Regions from separate parts of the Mus musculus genome. Here region 1 is linked to region 2. Evidence: chromatin contacts called from public Micro-C data. All regions are on one chromosome and are shown on one strand. The core of a region is the stretch at or near the end of the contact, and the rest is flanking DNA. Distances in the headings are between cores, read along the strand shown.

What was found. Hi-C and Micro-C count contacts between places; a contact is called where the count stands out from the background.
Region 1: a Micro-C map of muscle stem cells shows a contact between it and region 2, with 5 times the contacts expected there. The contact joins the promoter of Fam227b here to the enhancer-like site in region 2. A contact is called at or near these places in 1 of 484 Hi-C or Micro-C datasets (muscle stem cells), 3 of 115 datasets of contacts at active chromatin or transcription factors (bone marrow-derived macrophages, embryonic midbrain and embryonic stem cells) and 2 of 9 other capture datasets (adipose tissue and liver).

Annotation. Positions count from the first base shown.
Region 1 is chr2:126,150,267-126,155,000 of GRCm38.p6, reverse strand. Fam227b (family with sequence similarity 227, member B) reads left to right here and starts at 2,997. Exons shown (of 17, transcript NM_029455.3): 1 at 2,997-3,090. It overlaps Dtwd1 (DTW domain containing 1), which reads right to left and starts at 2,860. Exons shown (of 5, transcript NM_026981.2): 1 at 2,787-2,860; 2 at 141-455. The coding sequence starts at 404.
Region 2 is chr2:125,974,021-125,978,468 of GRCm38.p6, reverse strand. Galk2 (galactokinase 2) reads right to left here. Exons shown (of 10, transcript NM_001291002.1): 9 at 3,008-3,209. Among named protein-coding and RNA genes, the nearest start is that of Fgf7, 58 kb to the left of the region's middle. Within about 2 kb of position 2,393, at least 25 of the 459 cell types and tissues checked have an H3K27ac peak or open chromatin away from gene starts, as enhancers often do. A contact at or near this core is called in muscle stem cells, where this site is marked.

The DNA.
Region 1 (4,734 bases), core at 1,748-4,247, 180 kb before region 2:
ATAACAGCAGGCAGGCAAGGTGCTGGAGCGGTGTATATATGTGCACACACACACACACACACACACACACACACACACACACACACACACAGATGGTCTCTTTTTAAGTGCATTTTTCTTCTTTCCCACGAGCCTCTTACCTGCACACATGGGATCTGCTCGGTGGGCACGTTTCCCACTGGGACACAGCATGTGTAGCAGTAGAACATCCTTGAGCCACCACATTGGCGACACCGGGACCTCCCACTTTGTTGAGCCTTACGCAGCACTTCCTGAGACGCTAAGCATAAGTTTTGAAGGGGGTCTTCTGAAGCAATGGAAGTGGTTTGTGACGGTTTTGTTTCTACACAGTTTGCATTATCTTCTTTACTTTCTTGAGGAACTACAGATGGACTGAGAGCCATTTTCCCTTTGAACCAAAATATTCTGTTTCTAAAGCATGTATCATAGGTACACTGCAAAAATTAAAATGAGAAGGAATGAAATGTCAACATTGTACTGTCATTACAAATAAAATTGCCCAGTATGTTACAGTTAGCTTTAGTACTTATCAACAGATATTAATAAGTTCAAAACCCACTAAATTGATATGCTTGAAAATACAAAATTAAAAACCAACTCAAAAAAGCAATTTCAGTTACTCTTTCATTAAAAAATGGAAATGTCTATATTAAAATGATTTCACATATAAAATTTAGACATTGACAATCCATTCTGATAGTACCCATTTTGTCCCAAATATAGTAATTTTGATTTAAAATATTAATAATACAAGACTTTCTGTTACTATTGTACAGAAATACGTTCAACTATATAAATTGAATTGGCATCCTATGACACCAACACTCATGATAAATCTAAATAAAACATAAAAGTCTATAATGGTATGAGTAAAATCAGTTGGGTATTGTGAATACACACACACACACACACACACTTTTCTTTTTTCCCTGGATTTCTGACTTAAAACTCCTTTCTGAGGAGGGGTAATAGAAAGTTCAACTTAAATTGTCCCAGTATAACAGTAGATGAATACCGGATTCTGCCTTATTTCCTCCCTTGGAGGGAGGAAAGCCAAAGAACCTGACAGGCCCTGAGGATTTCCTTTCACTCGGTTAGCAAGTAAGCCTATAAAACCCTCTCTAAAACCCCATCAGGACTTCCGGTAGCTTCTGGACAGTTGATGATGCAAGGGCATCCGCTCACTGTAAGGAAGCCCACCTCGGCTGCACAGGGAGGAAGCACCTGTGCTCTAGTCCCTTACCTACTCCACCTGCCTGTATGTTTAAATCTGTTAAAATCGCCTTTATAATAACCATCAAATGCAAGCATAGTGTCCCCTGAGATCTGTGGGCCACACAAGCAAATCAAATGCATTTGAAGAGGGGATGAAGGACTCTCAGCTTGTAGCTAGTTGGAAGGGAATTCTGATGGTTCAGTGTGTGACTTGGAAGAGGCTGGGACAATTTTGTGACTGAATTGTCAGCCTGTGGATTCTGACATTGTCTCCAGTAGTATATAATAACAATCAATGACAACAAGGACATAGATGCATGTAAGTATACCTATACTTAACATCAAATACGTGCAGGGCGATGCAGCTGGAGTTGGGTGGGGGAGAGTTGTAAAGAATTAGAAAACAAGGGCGGTTCCTAGGGCAAATAACTAGCATCCTGATGGTCTACTCTGCAAATTGGGCTGAAAAACTTTTTTTTCCACTCAATTTCTCTAAAAATAATGATACTTATGCAGTTTCATCCTGTCTGCTTTGCACATAACATCTATTTTTAGGCTCAAAGTCAGATTCTAACTCAGTTATAAACTCACACAAAGACAATCTTTTACACTTCTGACTACTTATCCCTGGGTCCACATATTTGATATGGACAAACATATTCATTTGGAGGCACTTTTCAATGAGGCAAAAGTACAACTCTTTCCGATTTACCTATTCTTGATTTTTTTTAGATAGATTCAAATACTTATCAACTAAATTGAAACCACTCTGTAGAAGGCATCCAGGACTTATCTTTCTACTCAACTTTGGGGCACTACACAGATCGGCGGAACAAGGCTACTTTTTCCAACACACTAAGCTGATTTGCCTCCCAAGGGAATATTCTTTAAATTTCTCCTATTTTGAATTGTGGACAAATTCAGGACCAGATAAGACTGTTTTCAATATTTGCTTGTGAAGTACTAAGAACTGATCGTATAATTTGATGAGGTACAATATCCCTCTCGCCCCCCCCCCCCTTTTTTTTAAACATCCAAGATACCACCGCCATTTTTTAAACACAGAACTTGACTCCCTTCCCACAGAACACATTATATGACAGGCGAAATGTCTTGGAAATTTTTGCATTTGGAGTTCAATCATAAACAGCCCTGAAATGCTGCAATCTTGGGCTCTTCATCCTTACCCAACCTCGTGGAACTAGCAACGCAAAGTGTTACTATACTTGTCTCACATTCCCAAGAAATAGACACACAAGAAACGCGTCTGCTTATCGGCTGACGGTAACAGCACACATCTGGTTTCCTTTTCCCGCGACCATGCCGAAACCACGCCAAAGCCTGAATTACAGATCGGTGCTCACAGGGAGCTGGCCTTGCCAGGAGTGAGCAACGCCGACTCGGGAAGCCTAATAAGGCTTCATTTAGGCCCCAGACCACTCAAGTCTTGCCCCCACGGGCACGCCACACGCAGCACTAGCCCGCAGTGAGACCTCCGCTGGGCCTGGCCGGCGTCCGGCCCGAGCCACCCGACCCGAGGGGATGCCGACCTGCACCACGCTCAACTCTCGGTCCGTACCGCCTCCGCTCCACGCGCTCCCCCCCGGAGCGCTTTCCGCAGAACACCGGAGGGCGGGGCCTGGCGGTTGCCAGGGCCACGGGGAAGCTGACCACGGCGCATGCTCAGAGGGAGAATCCCGTGGGCGAGCAGGAGGAACTGGTTCGGAAGTCCCGCCTTCGCTTCCCGGGTGACCTGTTCCAAAGGAACCGTCAGCTTCCTGCTGTGCCGCCCGTTGTGGGCCCCCAGCGCAACTGGGGACGTGTTCCGGAACAGCCTTTTCGAAAGTAGTTTCTGTGAGTTAGTGAGGAGCTAGTAACACCGCTTTACCTCCCCAAATACTATATTTACGAGATCTCAGACTTGTAGCTTTAGGTGGTTGGTAGTTCAAGCTTGATAGACTTCTTAGGAAAACCGTTTATGCATTTTGTGCTTTGCTTACAACACGCAGAGTTGACACCTACTGTATTTTTCTTTTATTTTTTTTTAAAGTCTAATATATGTGGATAAGTGATTAAATTATTTTTCTATGCTCCACCTCAAAGAAACCTAAACAATAGTTGTTAAATTAGAAACAAAACTGTCATATATCAAGCAATTTGTTTAATGAGTGGAGAATTATGAAATTAACCAATGGGAGAAAAAGAACAGCCTTGTGTGTAATCACGAATGACAAGCCAGGACACTGATATTTACCACACCAGAATTTATATAAAAGTTTTAACAGAAAAATAGACAATGGTTAACATGAATTCCCAGGATCACACCTGTAAGTAGGAGAAAGGCCCATTTCCAGCCTGGTCATGAGTGGTAGCTTCTACTTGAATAGGAGAGACAGAGACAGACAGACAGAGAGACACAGAGAGGAAGAAGAAGAAGAAGGAGGAGGAGGAGGAGGAGGAGGAGGAGGAGAGAGAGAGAGAGAAGAGGAGAGGAAGAGAAGAGAAGGGAAGGGAAGGGGAAGGAAGAAGGGGAAGGGAAGGGAAGAGAGAGGAGGAGAGGGGAGGGGAGAGGAGAGGAGAGGGGAGGGGAGGGGAGGGGAGAGGAGAGGAGGAGAGGAGAATCCCTTCTGTCACTCTTAGCAGACTGAATAGGTCCCTTAATGTTTTGGAGACCTCAACTCGAGCCAAACTGGTATTCCTGATTTGGATACAGAAAAGGAATTTCAGAACTAGTGAGAGTGAGGTAGAAATTAGACCATGGATATTTGAATTTAGACTTTAAGCAAAAATGTTTTAATAAAGAGAGGCATGCAGAACAAAAGTCATTCTAAATGTCAGCCAGTCCACTATACCTTCACTTATCAAAACAGAAAAAGAAGTTACTAACCTTTTGAGACGCAATGTGAGAGCCACCAGAATGGTATTCATATATGTTGAATGCTAAAACAGTTGAGAGTCTACTTTGAGACCCACATTGACATGTCTACCTGCCTTAGGAATTAAGCTTTAGTTATTTGTGCACAACATCACAGTTAGGCATCAAACAGTGAGGGCCTGAACATCAGAAAATGGGATATTTGACTTTTAATTGTTAGCCCTTTCAATTTTTGGCTTTGTTATTGTCATCTTTACACCTTGCCCTGGAAGTGCTTACATGTTAAGTATGGGTAGTACAGGAAACATTATGACAAATTTTAGGAACCTCAAAAGAGGCTGGGGGAGTCCATGAAGCCAAATCCTGATGAGTGGTTGGAGTCTAGGGAAGAATTTCCAACTGGACAGGGTGTTGCATAGGATATGTCGTTTCACATCTTGACTTATTTATAAACAACAATAAAAACTTAAGTCAAAACTATACTTTAGAGCCAGCAGTGATAACTCATATCTGTATTGGGGAACCAGGAGAATCAAGAGATTGAGACTATCCTAGCACACATAGTAAGTTTCAGGCCAGTCTAGACTGGGGAAGACACTGTCTAAAACAAAATCCCATATTTT
Region 2 (4,448 bases), core at 1,144-3,643:
GTGGAGCAAGGGAATCTCTGCACCCACTCTCATCCTGAGAACCCGACATTAGTCTTCCTTAATAGCTTGGGCAATAACAGCAATAATACAGGGAGGAATCCTTTCTAATTTCAACAAGTGGCCAAACAGAAACAAAAAGCATTAACTTTTTCCCCTCAAGGAACCAATAACAAATGGGCTGTCCCACATGGCTTGGCTTAACTATTTTCTGTGTTCCTCAGGAAATTCTACATCAAAATTTGAATTTACAGTTTGTTCATTTAAAATAGTCATTTTATAATTGGGCAAAGACTGCCTTCTTCCTTCATTATTTCATCTCATCTAATAAAAATTTGAACATTAACTTAATTTAAAAAATCAACCTAAGTACATAAATGTAATTTCCTTCTGGTTTTCTTTTCTTTTTTGACAGGGTCTCATCCTGCGGCTCCTGGCTGGATGGGAGGGCTCTTATGTAGCTACAGTTGGCCTCCAATTCCCAGGAGTTTTCATACTGGGCCTCGCAAGCACACACCCTCAGCCCTTGGGCCTTCTGTGTTCTAAACTGATTTTTCTCTTGATGAACAGGATGAAAATGCCCTCTATGCTATCTCACTGTCTGACTACTGAGGACCACTTTGGAAATATGGTCCAGCTCAGGTCACACAAACCTCCAGAGTGTGGGTTCTGTGGTGATATCCTAGCCTCTCAAGCTCTGTTCCCACACACAGCCACATATCTGTTCATGTAAATACTTTACAAAAAATGTTTCTCAAACACACAAAAATTTTAAAGTGATACCAGGTAGCCAAAGGTGACAGTGGCAAAATGTCATTGGCAATACTCCCTGAACCCATTTCAGATTTCCCTCATCTGGTCTCCCAAGCTGACCAACAGTCCAAGCTGCCTAGTCTGTCCGTACTATCTTTTCTTCTCTGTGACGGGGAATTCTGGGGCTGCTGTGTTTATTAAACAGAAAGCCCTCTGCCAGCCCAGTGTGGCTCATACCCTCCCAGGACCCTCCCAGGACTTGCAGAATCTCTGGGTCCCTCCAGAGATGATGTCAGGAAGGCCGAGGTGCTCTGCAGACCTGCCCCCTGGTTTCCCCAGGGCTTTGATTGGGTGTTTGTTTGTTTTGTGTTTCTGTTCTTTCCCTTACCCCTGGTATCTCTAGCTGTCTTCAGCACTCCTTTCCTGCACCATCACGTCCCAAACACCCACAAAAAGACAGTGCCTTGGCTTCTGTGTGAGGTTTGGGCTGACTGGGCAGGGAAGGTGGCAACAGCGGTGGTGCCCTGGCCCCCTGCAGCTGTCCTCCCAGGGCCCTGACAGAGGGAGCTCCTCACACTAACACCTGGGACTATCTGTGGCACTCGGAGATAACTCTGACCTTGAGTTGTAAAAAAATGGCTGCCCTCCCCCAAATAATAATTTTAGAAAAAGAAAAAAAAAAAACCTTTCTCAGTCAAAACAACCAACAGTTCTCTTGATTCCTTCCTTTCCTTCTCCCACAGAGCAATAGTTGCAATGGTCTAGAACCTTCCTTCAACCATATCTAGGACAGAGTCAACTGTCACATCCATTGAGCCCCTTTCTCTTCTGGAATCCTCCCCACAGCGGACAGGGTGCATGCAGTGTGAGTCCTTCCCGCAGCTAATGGGGTCGGTGCAGAGTGTCATATCCACACCGCTCAAGCTTCACCTCTCCTTCCTTCCTTCCCTGCTGTGCCTGTCTGCTTGTCCCTTCAGGTCTTCTGTTCCAGTGTGCTTCCTCAGAGAAGCCTTCTCCAACCACTCTATATAAAGACTCTCCCTTCAACCCTAGCAGTCACTATTCCTCCCAGTTTCTGTCTGCAACATGTATCACAAGCAATCAAATTATTTTTTAGATCATCACTAATCTCTTTGCTCACAGAAATGTAAACCGGTACTGGTGACCATCCAAGGAGAAAAAAAGCACATTGGGAAATTCCAGGAAGCTGGCAGATCCCATCCATACTGTTTCCGGTTGGATTCAAATTCCCCTCCCCCTTCCAAGCCAAAACAACTTATTCCTCATTTCTACATAAATCATCCCCCTTCCTCTTATGTCCAAGACTGAACAGTGTTTGTCTCTTCCATTCACTGGGCCCTTGATGCTTTTTCTTTAAATTAAAACAGGCTCTGGAAGGGGGGGTTGGCAATTAGTGAGCAAATGCTGATGTCTGCAGGAAGTGCCTCAGCCACTGAGTACAAGCTCCTGGCCGGGCCAGGCAGGTTCCACATGCCATTTGTGATCCACTCTAGCCGCTGGGTTTAAACTTTCTGACTGGGTGTGGCATGAGCCTGGCAAGCCACAGGCGCCAAGTGGCTAATTACATTTCCACTGCTAGTTGCGTGCAGGGCTGTGTCATCGTCAGAGTGAGCTAACACAGGTCATCTGATTTCCCTCCAATTTCCCTTTCAGTTCTCCAAGGTCAGTGTGGGACCTCCCTGGGAAGGACTCTATTATCCCCATTGTTGCACAATTACAGGGAGGTCTGGAGATTTTGTGAAAGATGCTCTCTCTTTACACTTCTGTCATAGCCAAGTTTATAAACTGGCCTTTCTTTGGTCTTCATTTCCCCTAATTGCCCAAAATAAATATGGCAGTTCAAGAGGGGCTTTCCAAGTGATTCTTCCAGCCCACCTCCTTCAGCAGAACTCTCAAGGTCAAGACCGTTTTTTGACTCTCTTCTAGACAGAACTCCATTGGGTTCCTAGGGGTTTCCGAAACACATAAAATGCCCATGTCAGAGAACAGCTGCCTTCCTGAGAGGTTTAATCAGCTAACAATGAAACTGGTTTCAGATTGACTTCTGTGCCCCATAAAGCCGGGTCTCAAGCCACTCTGCAGACATGCAGGAAGAACATGGGAGCTCTACATCAGGAGGACTGGGGTCCCTCATACAGGAAGGATTCATCTAAATTATGAGAATACGGGTTTTTGTTCATTGCACCAACATTCCCTGGTGGCATGTTTTAGCTCCCACGTGGCCCTCTCAGCTCACCGGCAGATGTCCACTAGCTGGTCCAGCTCAGGGCAGCTGCACTCATACATGTCCCGGCAGCTTCTGTGGCTCTGGTTCATTAGCTCCCCCAGCAGCTGGACTGCGTTGTCTGGCGCATCTTCACATACCTGCTTAAACTGCAGCACGCGTGCAGCCTCACTGTACACGTGCTTGGCCCGCTGGTAGAGCTTAAAGGTGAGTTCTGCAGGAGACACATGGGGAAAAAGACAAGAAAGGGTTACAAGACTATCCAGTGACAAGAAAGACTCGTGTGTGTGTGTGTGTGTGTGTGTGTGTGTGTGTGTGTGTGTGTGTGTGATGTAGCCCAGGCTAGCTGATTCAAGATTCTCCTACCTCAGCGGCGCCCCAGTGCTGGGACTACAGGTCTGAGCCACCACACCTAACTAACCATTTAACAGACAATTTTAGTGGCTTCTATTTCTGTCTTCACTGTCAGTACCTGGGGTTTTCAGAAGGTCTCTATTTTCACTGAGTGTGTAATTGATTAAATCCAAACGTAAATCAAAGTCACTTCTTCCTGAATACTGATCTAAGATCTTCCTCTTTTACTCAACACACCCAAACAATGGCGCACACGCCGAACTTTACCATGGCAAGGAAGAGGTGGCAGTATGGAGCATATCCTCCATGCCATCTGCCTTAAAGGCACAACCTCTAGCATTTGTAGCAGCTTAGAGAGATGAGCAGACTCATTAGCAGATCTCCTGAAGATGCACATTCAGTAATGATGTCTAGAGAAAGGTATCCCAGTATACAAGCAGACTTGCTGGGGAAGAGGGTATCATCAGGAGGAGATGAGAGACAGAACTTAAAGTGAGATTATGAATATTCATTATAAACATGTGTGGGACTGTCAAATAGTTCTAGAGAAATTGATAAGCACAACTACTTACATGTGTATGTAACTGTATTTACATTTAATATAACTATATGCTACAGTATTTTTTACTATAGCCAAAATATAAACACTCCAAATAGCTAATAACAGAGAACCTTCTGAAAAAAAAATGCTACATTCATTTAAAAAAAAACATTATGGCTATTAAAACTCAAATACTTGGACAATTTGCTACACAGGAAATTGTTCAACATTGAGAGAAATGTCAACACAATAGCCTGTGTATAACTGGCACTAACCGTGGTCCACACATGCATATGTATGCGCATGGCAGCCTACAGAAAGCACTACATGTCAACAGTGCTTATCTCTGAAACCCATCACAGATGCATTTATTATCCTCTCGGAACAGCTCTGATTCTGCAATGCCCTCGATGACTGTCAACTACAGTAACACAAGCCTATCTAACTGCATTGGCTGCATCATGTTTGGCTCATTCCTGGGGTAGCAATGGAGGGAGGCCTTCCTGAGGATATGAAACACTCAGACTAGAGTGGGAGTTGGTGTGGTGGATCTCAGGT